2 separate regions of the Mus musculus genome follow, and region 1 is linked to region 2. The links are chromatin contacts, called in public promoter capture Hi-C maps. All regions are on one chromosome and are shown on one strand. The core of a region is the stretch at or near the end of the contact, and the rest is flanking DNA. Distances in the headings are between cores, read along the strand shown.

Region 1 (5,959 bases), core at 67-2,566, 47 kb after region 2:
AATGGTTAAAAGCTGTGTGTGAAGGTGCACACTACTCCTCACGAGGCTGAGGGGAAAGCACGAGGAATCAGTGCCAGCTTGTTGAGTTAGAGTCAAAAAATGCAGAAGTGAGGTGTGAGCGACATACCTTAACTAACCTCTGACTAAGTAATGATATGCATTTGTATAGAATTGAAGAATTTGAGCTTCCTGTTTTCCCTTTAAAAATCATGTTTGGATTTATAGTTGTTATTAGAAAGATTTAATAGTTTAATAAAAGGCTTTGCTTTTTTTCTTTCTTTTAGTTTAAGTTGAAAACTATTCTGTTGAATCTCATTTTATTTAAACTTATTGATGTTAAAGGTACTACACAGAATGATGATGGCTGCAGAACCAGAGATGATACAAGGTAAGAAGCTCATGACTGCTTACCACAGAGTGCAGAAATGTGCAAGAACGTTAACTTGATCAATTTATTTCAACATCAGGTTTAGGGGGCTAGAAGGTTGGCTCAGGAGATCAGACACTCATGTAAACACATCTGTGTATGCATGCATAAATGCATACATAATACTCAGGAATAATTACTAACTTTCAGGTTCAGATTGATAAGCTATGGGCCAAGTATTTTGACTTATCTATATTATCCCAGCATTTGGGTGGCTAGCCATGAGTTTAAAGCCAGCTTGGACTACATAGTGTAGACTTGGGCTAGCCTAGGCTACTAAGTGAGAAACTCTATCTTTAAAACAAAACAAAACACATTCTATTAGCACATATGTTGAGTATCTCACAAACTGCATGTAACTCCAGTTCCAGGGGACCAACACCTCTCTGGCCTTCCATGGGCACCTGTATAAATATATGTGCCTATACACAGACACAAGTAATTACTTATTAATTAATTAATTAATTAATCTTTAAAAAATATGAGAACCAAAAAAACAATGTTGTGGATTATAATGGAAAGTTATTAGAAAGAGAACATGTCATCTTATCACATTGCTGCTGGGGAGAACAGATGAAGCAGGAGCCAAGAAGGGGACAGACCTGGAGTCCCAGTGCTTAGGAGGTAGAGTCAGGAGGGTCAAGCATTCAAAGACCAACGCTGATAACTTGATTTTTAAGGCTAGACTGTGCTATATAAAAGGAAATAGAGCAAAATATTATGGTTTGGAAGTTGGGTAGACTAGTACAGAAAATTCCTATTTTACCTATCTACTTTTGTAATGCATGGAAATTTTCATGTTAAAATATTTTAAAGGGCTTGGGTGTAGCTCATTTGCTGGAACATTCATCCAATGTGCCCAAAGCCCTGGATTCTATTCCCAGAAGGAAAAAACAAACAACACAGGGTTAAAGTCTTTAGGAAAACCAAAGTCCATAGTGTGGTTCTGTCACAACTAGAACTCCTCCTTGTTAGAATCACACTTGTATTAATCTTACAAGTGCACTCTTAGGTAACTTCTTACTGAGAACTGCACTATTCATTTTCACACGGGAAAGTGGCTTTATTCTCATGTAGCTTCTCTGGCCTTCAACTTTATTTGTGGTTACGGTTGGTCTTGAATGCCCCAATTCCTCTTGTTGCTACTTCCTGGATGCTGTGTTGGAGGCATGTGTAGCCCTGTTTGGCTACAAAGGTTTTTAACATAGATGTAAGCCTAAGGTTAAGGGAAAGAGCCGCTTAAGAAAAGGCCAGTGCACACCAAGATATGAGTGCAGGCTTCTCAAGAGAAAATCGTGAGAATGGATGTCCTAACAGTAGCAATATGTATGATTTTGGTGCCTTCAAAAGTTACATTGTTTAAAGGTTCTCTTCAATAAATGTCTTTTTAATAAATGATATCATAAGGTGGTTTTCTTCTAATCCAGAGTGAGCACAAATGGATCAGAGGACCCTGAGGTTGCAGCGTCAGGGGAAAACAAGAGGGCCAATGGGAACAATTCTCCGTCCCTTTCAAATGGTGGTTTTAAGCCTTCTAGACCTCCTAGACCTTCGAGACCACCTCCACCCACCCCACGAAGACCAGGTATTCCAGCCTTCAGTGTTGTTTTATAAATAATAAGTTTTTTTGTAGGAAGGGTTAATAAAGTCTCCAGATGATGTCCTTGTTAACCTCAAATGTTTTCTTCCTCAGCCTGGGATCAGGAGTGTGTACTACCATGCCTAGTGTTTTTAAATAATGTTCTGTTTGGGAACTGACTATTACGTAGGTGTCAGGGAAGCTGTTTCGGGTCATTGGTATTTTATTTAGATAGGATCTTACTCTGTAGCATAGGCTGGTCTCCAACCTAGTCATCCTTCTGCTTCAACTCTCAAGTGCTGGAGTTGCAGGTATGAGCCACCATATCTGGCTTCTGCTTTTTTACGTTTAAAAACTTGACTGAGAATGGCCTTGCCATAAGCAGCTTAGAATTGCCTTTCTGTAAGTTATTCTTTTAGGAATGAAGTTATGTGGGACAGGACTTTAATAAGAATGAAAATAATGCTGGGTGCTGGTGGTGCACGCCTTTAATCTCAGCACACGGGAGGCAGAGGCAGATGGATCTCTGCAGTTTGAGGTGGGCCTGGTCTACAGAGAGAGTTCCAGGACAGCCAAGACTACACAGAGAAACCCTTTCTGGGGGGTGGAGCAGGGGGGAAGAATGAATGAATGAATGAATGAATGAAAAAATGAATGTATGAAAATAACATGTATTATATAAAGTATAAACAATATAGTGTAGTTAGATGGAAACTTTGTGTGGTTGATGACTGTGACACATCTTATACAAAATAATTTGGTTGCTTAGTCCATTGTATCTCTTAAAAAGCTGACCGGCGGTAGGGGTGGGAAAAAGGACTTCAGCTGTTAAGAGTCCTTGTTGCTCTTGCAGGGGAACTGTATTCAGTTCCCAGCACCCATAACTTCTGTTTCAGTGGATGCTCTCCTCTGACCTCTCCAGGTACCACATGTGGTGTGCACAGACATACATGCAAACCAAACACACCAAAAATAAGTGAATAAATCTGATAAAAAATTCAAGCTTACTAGTAAATGATAATTTTAAAGCAAAAAAAATGTTTATTTCATGTAAAAACAATATGAATTTAGTAGCATTTATACAGAATATCCATTTTCTCGTTATCAACATCAGAAATTAGTCTCAGATATTCAGAGTCACATAGAAAAGGCAGTTTGAAGGATCTGGAAAGTGGTACCCATGGTTTTTTATTTTAAAAGATTTTACTGGGCTAGGAGTTGTAGCTCATACTTGTCTATTATACACAAGGTCCTTGCACCACGAAAATCAACTAAGTAGTTATTTATATGGTTATGAATTCAGAGTAATATATGCTGTGTAATTTGATGAGACCCATATATCCACATCTTAGGTTTTATTTATCATCAACTTTTTAATTTTTAAATTAAAATTCTGTGCTGGTTTTAGATTTCAGAAAGCAAAAACTTCTCTTTTACCCAAACTTTGTATAGCTTCTGTCAATGGCTCACCATCCACGAATTCTGACAGTGATGGATCTAGTACAGGCTCCTTGCCACCAACAAATACAAATGTAAATACAAGTACATCTGAAGGAGCAACATCTGGATTAATAATTCCTCTTACTATATCTGGAGGCTCGGGCCCTAGGCCTCTGAATACTGTAAGCCAAGCTCCCCTACCACCTGGGTAAGTAACCGTTAATATTTGGGTTTTTAAGCCTTTGCGTGTACTCATTAATTGAAAAGGATTGTAGTATATTCTTTCATAATTGTCTTTTAAGTAATTGTAATTGATTTGGGGAGTTTTAAATCCAAGAAAGCTTACTGTATTTTAAGTACTACCTCTTCTTTTGGGGAAGTAGGAAAAAAATGAGCTAGGTATTTTAGCACATGCCTATAATCTCAGCACTTGGGTATCTGAGGCAGAAGGATTGTTGTGAGTTCCAGGACAACTTGGGCTGCAGCATGAGATGTCCCTCAGATGTTTTTTTGAGCGTTGAGGGTAGACTGTTGCATACCCTGCACTGACCTCAAACTCACTGTGTAGGTGACTGTAGCCTTGAAGTACCAAACCCTCTACCTCTACTGCCCAAGTATGCACCATTACACATGGAAAACAAAACACAGTTTCTATGGTGGGATCCCACCACCACCATAGAAAGTTAACAAAAGCCAAGTAATAAAAAATTATAAGCCGGGCAGTGGTGGCACACACCTTTAATCCTAGCACTTGGGACGCAGAGGTAGTGAATTTCTGAGTTCGAGGCCAGCCTGGTCTACAGAGTGAGTTCCAGGACAGCCAGGGCTACACAGAGAAACCCTGTCTTGTAAAACCAAAAAAATAAGTAAATAAAAAGATTTAAGATCTGGAACTGGCTGCTCTTTTAGAGGACCCAGTTTTGATTCTGTCTGTAACTCCACTCTCAAGGGATCTGATGTCCTCTACTGGCTTCTGTGAGCACCAGGCACACATGTGGCATACAGACATGTCTATATACCCATACACATAAAAATAAATAAGCAAAACTGTGAAAGGAACAAACTGTGGTGGTTTTCTGCTTTCCTCTTCTCTTTGGCGACAAACCTGCACAGACTAGAGTGTGACAGCGGCTGGTCGGTAGCTCTCCTCTGTAAGGTGCAAGAATATCTTTGATTAAGACTTATGCTGTGAATTCTGTTTTTGTAGAATGTAGTCAAAATGCTGCCCTTGGGTTAGCTCAGTTGTTGAGGTTTCAGGCATTGATGCTCTCTTTACCTCTCAGGTTCTGAGTATAGCCAGATTAGATTGAGACATTCTGCTCTTCTAGATTGACTGACTAGCTTTGAAATGCATGATTTTTTTTCCAGAACAAACACAAAAAAGAAAACTCATTCACTCTTGGGCTTTTCCCTCTCTTTTTAGATGTCATTTCTTGATTGTATTTTAATTCTGTTTTTTCCTGTATAGAATAACAGGCTCATTTTTTTTCAGTTATGTAAGATGATTATTTAAGGTGAAAAGGTGTAGTCAGGATTAAAAAGCCAAATTAATACAAAATGTTCTTACTAGTCTTTGATTTCTATTTAAGGTGGGAGCAGAGAGTAGACCAGCATGGGCGTGTTTACTATGTAGACCATGTTGAAAAGCGAACAACATGGGATAGACCAGAACCTCTACCTCCTGGGTAAGTGTCTGAATTTAAAAATGGCAGTTAATCCAGAAGAACAAATTGTGTCTGTACCTGCGGTTTCCTTCAGTCCCTGTTCTCCTCTTCCTCTCCTTTGCTTTATGCTAGACACAGACTAGAAGGACGAGAGCTGGAGCACCAGCTCTGAGTGAGCGTGCTGGGCTCTGAGTGAGTGTGCTGAGGGTTGTTGCTGTGTTACTGTTTGTTTTTGGAGATAGAGTCTCACTGCATATTCCAGAAGAAATTCTTGATCCTCCTGCCTCAGCCTTTCAGCCTTGGAAGTTCTGGGGTTACAGACCTATGCTGCCATACCATGATGAGTGATTTTTATTTTTATCATTTCTAATTTAAAGATTCCATAATTCTTGTTCTTTGTATTTTTCTCTCTGAGCTTTTTAGCCAGCTAAGAGTCACACAATTTTAAATTAGTTTTGTCAAGAGTTATAACTCTACTAAGCATGGTGGCACTTGTCTGAATTGTCAGCATTTGGGAGGTGAAACTGGAGGATCAGGAGATGAGGGACATCCTCAGCTCTGCATGGAGTGAGAAGCCAGCCTATGATGTAAGAGCTGTCTTAGCCCCTCCACCCCGAGGAAGGAGTTACAGCTCCTCGTATCTATTAGGATAAAGTCTCTCTTATTAACGTTAATGTATATTACAAGCATTGCAAATGGTTCAGAAAGTTAAGGACATGTTGATAACATAGTACTGAGCATTTAATATATATTACATAAGATTGAAAGAAAATATATTTTTTAATTCAAAGGGAATATATAGCAAATATGGGGTGAGGGGCACATCTACTCTGAGGTTGAAGATGGTTC
Region 2 (5,931 bases), core at 2,364-4,863:
CTTTGGTTGGTTTTTTGGAGGGCTAGATGGGCTAGCCTCGCTTCTGGGCTGAGCCTCACATCTCTGTTCCAGGATCTACTACTTTCATATTGGTGATTTGGTTGTTGAGGCTCAGATGACTGTAAGACTTTGTAACCTTGGCTTGGCACTTGCGTGTTTCCCTGGGCTGGGTTGCTTTTCATTCCCCTCCCTTTGCTGGGTATTCTAAATTCTTATTCTAGATTCTCAAGAAAAAATTTCAACTTAGGTGATTAAGGTGTTAATTGTTAAGTCGTCTTAGTTTAGATTTAGAACCCTGACCTTCATATAATATCGGAATGTGTACAGCCATTCCATGTCCTTGGATTCGGGGCATCAGATAACACAAAACACGTAAGTTGGTATGATGTTGAGCTTGGAGAGAGGTAATATGTTTGTTACTTGTTCTAGGTTTGCCCATCACCATCCTCACCCTCCAGTGTTTTCTTTTTTGGGGGGTGGGGTTTCGAGACAGAGTTTCTCTGTATAGCCCTGGCTGTCCTGGAATTCACTTTGTAGACCAGGCTGGCCTTGAACTCAGAAATCTGCCTGCCTCTGCCTCCTGAGGGCTGGGATTAAAGGCGTGCACCACCACGTCCGGCTTCAGTGTTTTCATTTCTTATAAAAGCCCTTCATTGGGCTGGAGAGATAGCTTATTAGTAGGTAGAGTGCTTACTGCACAAATATAAAGTTGTGATTACCAGTATCCATGTCAAAAGCTGGGCTTGGTGACACATACCTGTGATCCCAGTACTGGAAAGTGGGAAAGAGGAGGACCCCTGGAGTGTGCCGGCCAGCCAGTCTAGCTGAATTGGTGACCTCCTGGCTTAGTAAGCCACTCTATCTCAGAAAATAGTGATTGAAGAAGACACTTAGATTCTACCTCTGCCCTCTGAAATCCCTCAACCCCAGAGACAAAAACACACAGAGACACACAAATACACACACAAACACATACACTGAGCCACACAGATATACAGATAAACGCACACGCACATACACACAAACTTTGTGACCTCAAGTTTCCTGAGATGAACCTTGGAGGCACTGGGCTCCACCTCCTCAGGATGTCAGTCTCTGAATAAACGTGGTTTCCTTCTCATCATTTTCCTCTAGAAAAGGGCTGACATTCAGTGACAAGCAGTTGGACATTGGTTCAGTAACAGTGAGTTGTTGGGAGAAGGACTGAATTTTAAAAATCCATATTTCTCTGAAGTCCACATTGTTAATTCTTGCTAGTTCCTGCCTTGCAGGTCAGAGATGATTCCCCCATTGACACTGGCAGAAGGCTAAGGCAGTATATAGTTCAGTAGGTCACAAAATGTGATTCCTGGGTGTCAGCATCACTGGGAAAATGCCCATTCTTGGCTTCATCTAGAACTTTCTAAACTTCTAGGGGTTAGGTCCATCTTAGGGACATAGCACATGTATAGTATATACAAATCCAACATTAAATCCCCAGAACAATAATTTTTTAAAAAGATTTTCTTGGGAGAAGTTTGGAGTATAGCTTTTAACTTTCATCACGTTAGTTTTACCTACTATCATAGAAGTTTTCAATTGAGCTGGGCAGTGGTGGCGCACGCCTTTAGTGCCAGCACTTGGGAGGTAGAAACAGGCGGATTTCTGAATTCGAGAGGCCAGCCTGGTCTATAAAGTGAGTTCCAGGACATCCAGGGCTTCACAGAGAAACCCTGTCTCAAAAAAACCAAAACCAAAACAAACCCAAAAAAGGAGAAGTTTTAAATTATGGGGCTTGGCCAACCAATCTACAAACCTGACTACTTGGGTTCCACCCCTGCCTGATACCTGGATCCCACAGTGGGAGCCGAGAACCAGTTCCTAGAAGTTGTCCTCTGACCTCCACACTTATAAAAATAAATAAAATAGAAATGCAAAACCCATGTAGGCAAGCTGAGTGTGGTAATTCATGCTTGTAATCTCATTACTGGGAAGGTTGAGCGTGAAGCATCCTGAGCATGAGGCCAGTCTGAGTTAGTTAGTGAGAATTTGTCCCCTAAATAAAGAAAAAACTGTAGATAAAGATTATCTGGAACTAGATGACTTGGCTTGGAACCTTGGTTTCTGTGTTAGTGATCTTGGGCCAATTAATAATTTCCTTTATATTCAGTTGTTTTCTGTACAAAATAATAAAGTAACAAAATATATTTATAATATTTGTTAAAATATCTTATAGTATGCCCAGTGACAAGAATCATCTGGGATGCTAGTTTAAAAAACAAAACAAAACGAAACAAGAAACCAACCCAGATTCTCCTAGAGCACACCACTCTCTCAATATTGGGGATAAAATCTTGGGCCTCATCAATGCTATGTAAGTATCTACTAGTGAGTTACATCTTGAGCCAACTCTTACAGCTTAATCCCTAATGTGGCAAACATTGGCTGGAAGTGCAGAAGAACTTTTAAATACTTAAACACACCAAACCAAAACTAAAAAACAAAAACAAAATCCCAAAAACCCAAACCCAGGGTTTCACCACGTAACCTCGGTTGGTCTAGAACTCTCAAGATATTTGGACATGGCTAGCCTTGAACCCACAGAGATCCATTTGTCTCTGTCTTCTAATGGAACCTGAAGCTTGCTGTGTGGTCTAGGGCGTTGACTAGGGAGCTCCTATGTCTGCCCACCACTGTTAGGGGTCCGTTGGTGCCAGCTTTTATATGAATGCTGGGGTTTCAAACATCCTTGTGCTTGCATGGCAAGAGCCTTTACCCACTGAACCATCCTCCCAACTCAGAATCTTTTTTGTTTAATAAACTCAGCACATAATTCATAATATGGTAGTTTCAAAGGTATTTCGAAAAGTTTAAGTGACTTTCTAGATAGTTTCCTTACGAGGAAACAGGATAAACAATAATAGCAAAGTTTGCTAATTATCACGTGCCTCTATTATTACCACTGCACAGCCTATTAATTCGGTAGGATTAGATGTGTTTTGCCTGGGTTAAGAAGTTTAATTTAAGCATCTGAAAAGGTAACCAATGGCATCTTTCACATAGTTTTGTTGTAAACGTTTAGAAGTATGCTTTTCAGTTTTTATAACTCATGCCGCCTTGGCGCTGTCAAGCTGTCACCCTCCTAAGAACTTCCTGTCAAAAGGTGGAGAAAGGAGAATTTGAACCCAAACAGTGTAACTCCAGAAGGATAGAACCGGCACAGTGCTTCATAAATTGTGATTCCTGCTGTTAGGAGTATCAGGAGAGAACTTGATAAAAATGCAGATTATAAAGCAACCCCTATTCCATCCCAGATCTACTGAGTCAGAAACTGGCGGTGGAGCTCAGCAGTCTGTTTTTAAAAGCTGTTCAAGTGATTCTGAGACACGCTAGCATTTGGTAACAGTCTTTAGAGGTCCTGGCGGGGAAGAAGGGGTCAAAAGGAAGGAACGAAAGAAGAAAGGAAAGAAGGGAGAAAGGAAAGGAGAAAGGAAGGAAGAAAAGAAAAAAGCCTTGGAGATGTAGAGAGCAAGGCTTAGTGTCCACTTCACCTGGAGGTGAGGAAAAATGATTTAGGAGGCTGGCGCGCAAGGCCTGCTGGGGCCTGTAGTCCGGACTGCGCCGAGGAGGCCGCGCCTGCGCACTAGGTGTGAAGTAGCTCTAGTCGCTGTAGTCGGGGCTCGGGACCGGCTGCCATCTTAGCGGAGGGACTGAGGAGTCGTCGCCGCCCCGAGTCCCGGTAAACACGCGCAGGCAGACTGGGGTCATTTCTGTGGCTTGGAGGGAGTTTGGATGAAAAGGCATGGGGAATGCGAAGGGTAGAGGAGTGTGGCGCTCGAGTCTGGACCTAGAGCCGGGGCTGCTCTTCCCGCAGCCGGTGTCCGTGGGGGGCGCCCGGAGAGCCGGCTGGTGGCCCGAGCCGAGTGGCGGGTGGGTCAGCAGGTCGAGCCGAACTGCTAGTGCTTGGCCTAGGCGTCCGGAGCCTGTAGGCCCGCGAGCCCCAAGTTGGGAGAGAGCCGAGCCGCGGCGGACGTGGGCAGGGTCCAGCCCCGCGCCCCGCTGCCGCGCCCGGGGGTTCCTCTCCCGCGGCCCGGCCTACGCGCGGGGCCCGGTGGCAGCGGCCCGCCCGCGCGACGTGGCCCTTTGAGGGGCGGCGGCCGGGCCCACCTGCCACCTGGCAGGCTCCCCCCGAGACTTTTCCAAGCTCCCACTCGCAGAGGACCTTCCCCAGTGACTGCTTCCCCTTCTGTCTTGTACTTCCCTCCTCCCTCCATTGTCCCCACTCATGGTGGTCCCGGCCCAGGCCGGCGCCACCGACTTTTGCAGACGTGGAGCTGTCACAGCCCTTTCTACCGAGAGCGTACTTTTCTTGAGCAAAGAAAAAAGTAGAGGTGAGCGCATTTGAAAGGTGGAAGCCCAATGAGGGCAGGACTTTTAAATAGAAGACTTGAGTTTTGAGACATAGTTCCCGGCTGCAACTTCAAGAGAGAAAAAAAATATATAAGGGTCAGTGCACCCGAAGTAGGCATTGGGCCTAAAGTTAGAGATGTGACCAGGTGACTTGCAAAGTACCCCAAATTCACAGTTCCCCACTCGCTTGTTTTCTTGGCTGTGTTAGAATCCTAATCCTGTTGAGACTTCTGTTCCTCTTTAAGCTGCAGTGAACTTGTTCTAAAGGGGGCAGTGGGGAGAAGAGGGAGGTTTTCTTCTTCACAGTTGACAGAACACCATCTAGCCACCCATCATCATTCTCTTAAGTGGGTGGTTCTCCTGTATCCTTATCTTAAGAAAGTAGGTAAAGGCTGTGTATGTTCACTCCCAGGATTGGCAGAGGGCTTGGTTCTCATCTGAAATAAAGTCTTTTGGGGGCAAGTTTGAGATTCAGCCTTGTGTATCACAGGGTTACCTAAGGCTTAATTTTGCAGGTTTAAAAAAGATTGAAATTTTCTTTTGAACAGTGAATATACTTTGTATGTGTGAGTTCAGGAATTCAAACTTCAGATGTCAACAAGGATATATATACTATGAATCCAAAAGCAAGTGCCTAATACTTTTTACTGTATTCTAGAGTAAATTCTACATTCTTTAAAACAAACAAACAAACAAACAAAACAACAACAAAGATTTACTTAAGAGACAGACTGATCCATGGTCCCAAGGTTTGGCCATTAGTGTAATTACAAGAGCTTTTAATTTTTTTGTTTTTGTTTTGAGACATGATTTGCTCTGTATCGCTGACTGGACTAGAACACACTGTGTGTAAACCTAGGCTGGCATCAAACGTCATTCTGTCTTCCTGCCTCTCCCTCCCAAGTGCTGGGATTATAGGTGCTTAACCAACAGAGTGGGCTCGGGAGAAGTTTTGAGATTTGTTTATTTGTGTGTGTGTATGTGTGCATGCGCACACCATGACTTGAGTTGGAAGTCAAGAGTGTTTCCTCTTTCCTGTGTGTTCTAGGGTTCACACTCAGGTCATCAGGCTTGCATAGCAAGTGACTTTCCTTGCTGAGCTATTTTGCTGGACCAGGAGAGATTTTTGAAAGTAGAGTTTTCAGCTCAGTTGGTAGAGTGCTTGTTTACCACACACAAGGCCCAAGTTTATTTAGCTCTCAGAAGCATTGGGAGGTGAGGCCGCCTGAAGTACTTGAGACCCTTTTTAAAAAAGTAGATGCTCTCAGGTCTCAGTTTTGAGATAGAATAGTGGGTCTGGATTGGCTTCTATAACTTTACTTACAGATGGGCTGTAGGTAGTTGGGATGGTTTTGGGAACACTGAGGCAAATCATAGTATGGTTATAACAAAGACAGCACAAAAAGCTTTGAGATGGGGGAGGAAGTGGAAGTGGCCTGTGTGGGATTGTTGAGGGAAGTGGCAAGACCTATGTATGAAGGTCAACATGGTTAGTTCCAGGCCATCACAGCTACCTAGTGGGTCCTGGCTCAAAAAAGGGTT

Evidence for each region. Promoter capture Hi-C pulls out the DNA fragments that hold promoters and counts their contacts.
Region 1: a promoter capture Hi-C map of liver shows a contact between it and region 2. The contact joins the enhancer-like site here to the promoter of Itch in region 2. A contact is called at or near these places in 2 of 39 promoter capture datasets (both in liver), 1 of 484 Hi-C or Micro-C datasets (nephron progenitors), 2 of 115 datasets of contacts at active chromatin or transcription factors (both in embryonic stem cells) and 1 of 9 other capture datasets (adipose tissue).

Annotation. Positions count from the first base shown.
Region 1 is chr2:155,178,700-155,184,658 of GRCm38.p6, forward strand. Itch (itchy, E3 ubiquitin protein ligase) reads left to right here. Exons shown (of 25, transcript NM_008395.3): 7 at 343-388; 8 at 1,855-2,012; 9 at 3,459-3,654; 10 at 5,036-5,131. Among named protein-coding and RNA genes, the nearest start is that of Itch, 48 kb to the left of the region's middle. Within about 2 kb of position 1,317, at least 2 of the 459 cell types and tissues checked have an H3K27ac peak or open chromatin away from gene starts, as enhancers often do. A contact at or near this core is called in liver, where this site is marked.
Region 2 is chr2:155,129,868-155,135,798 of GRCm38.p6, forward strand. It overlaps Itch (itchy, E3 ubiquitin protein ligase), which reads left to right and starts at 3,614. Exons shown (of 25, transcript NM_008395.3): 1 at 3,614-3,718.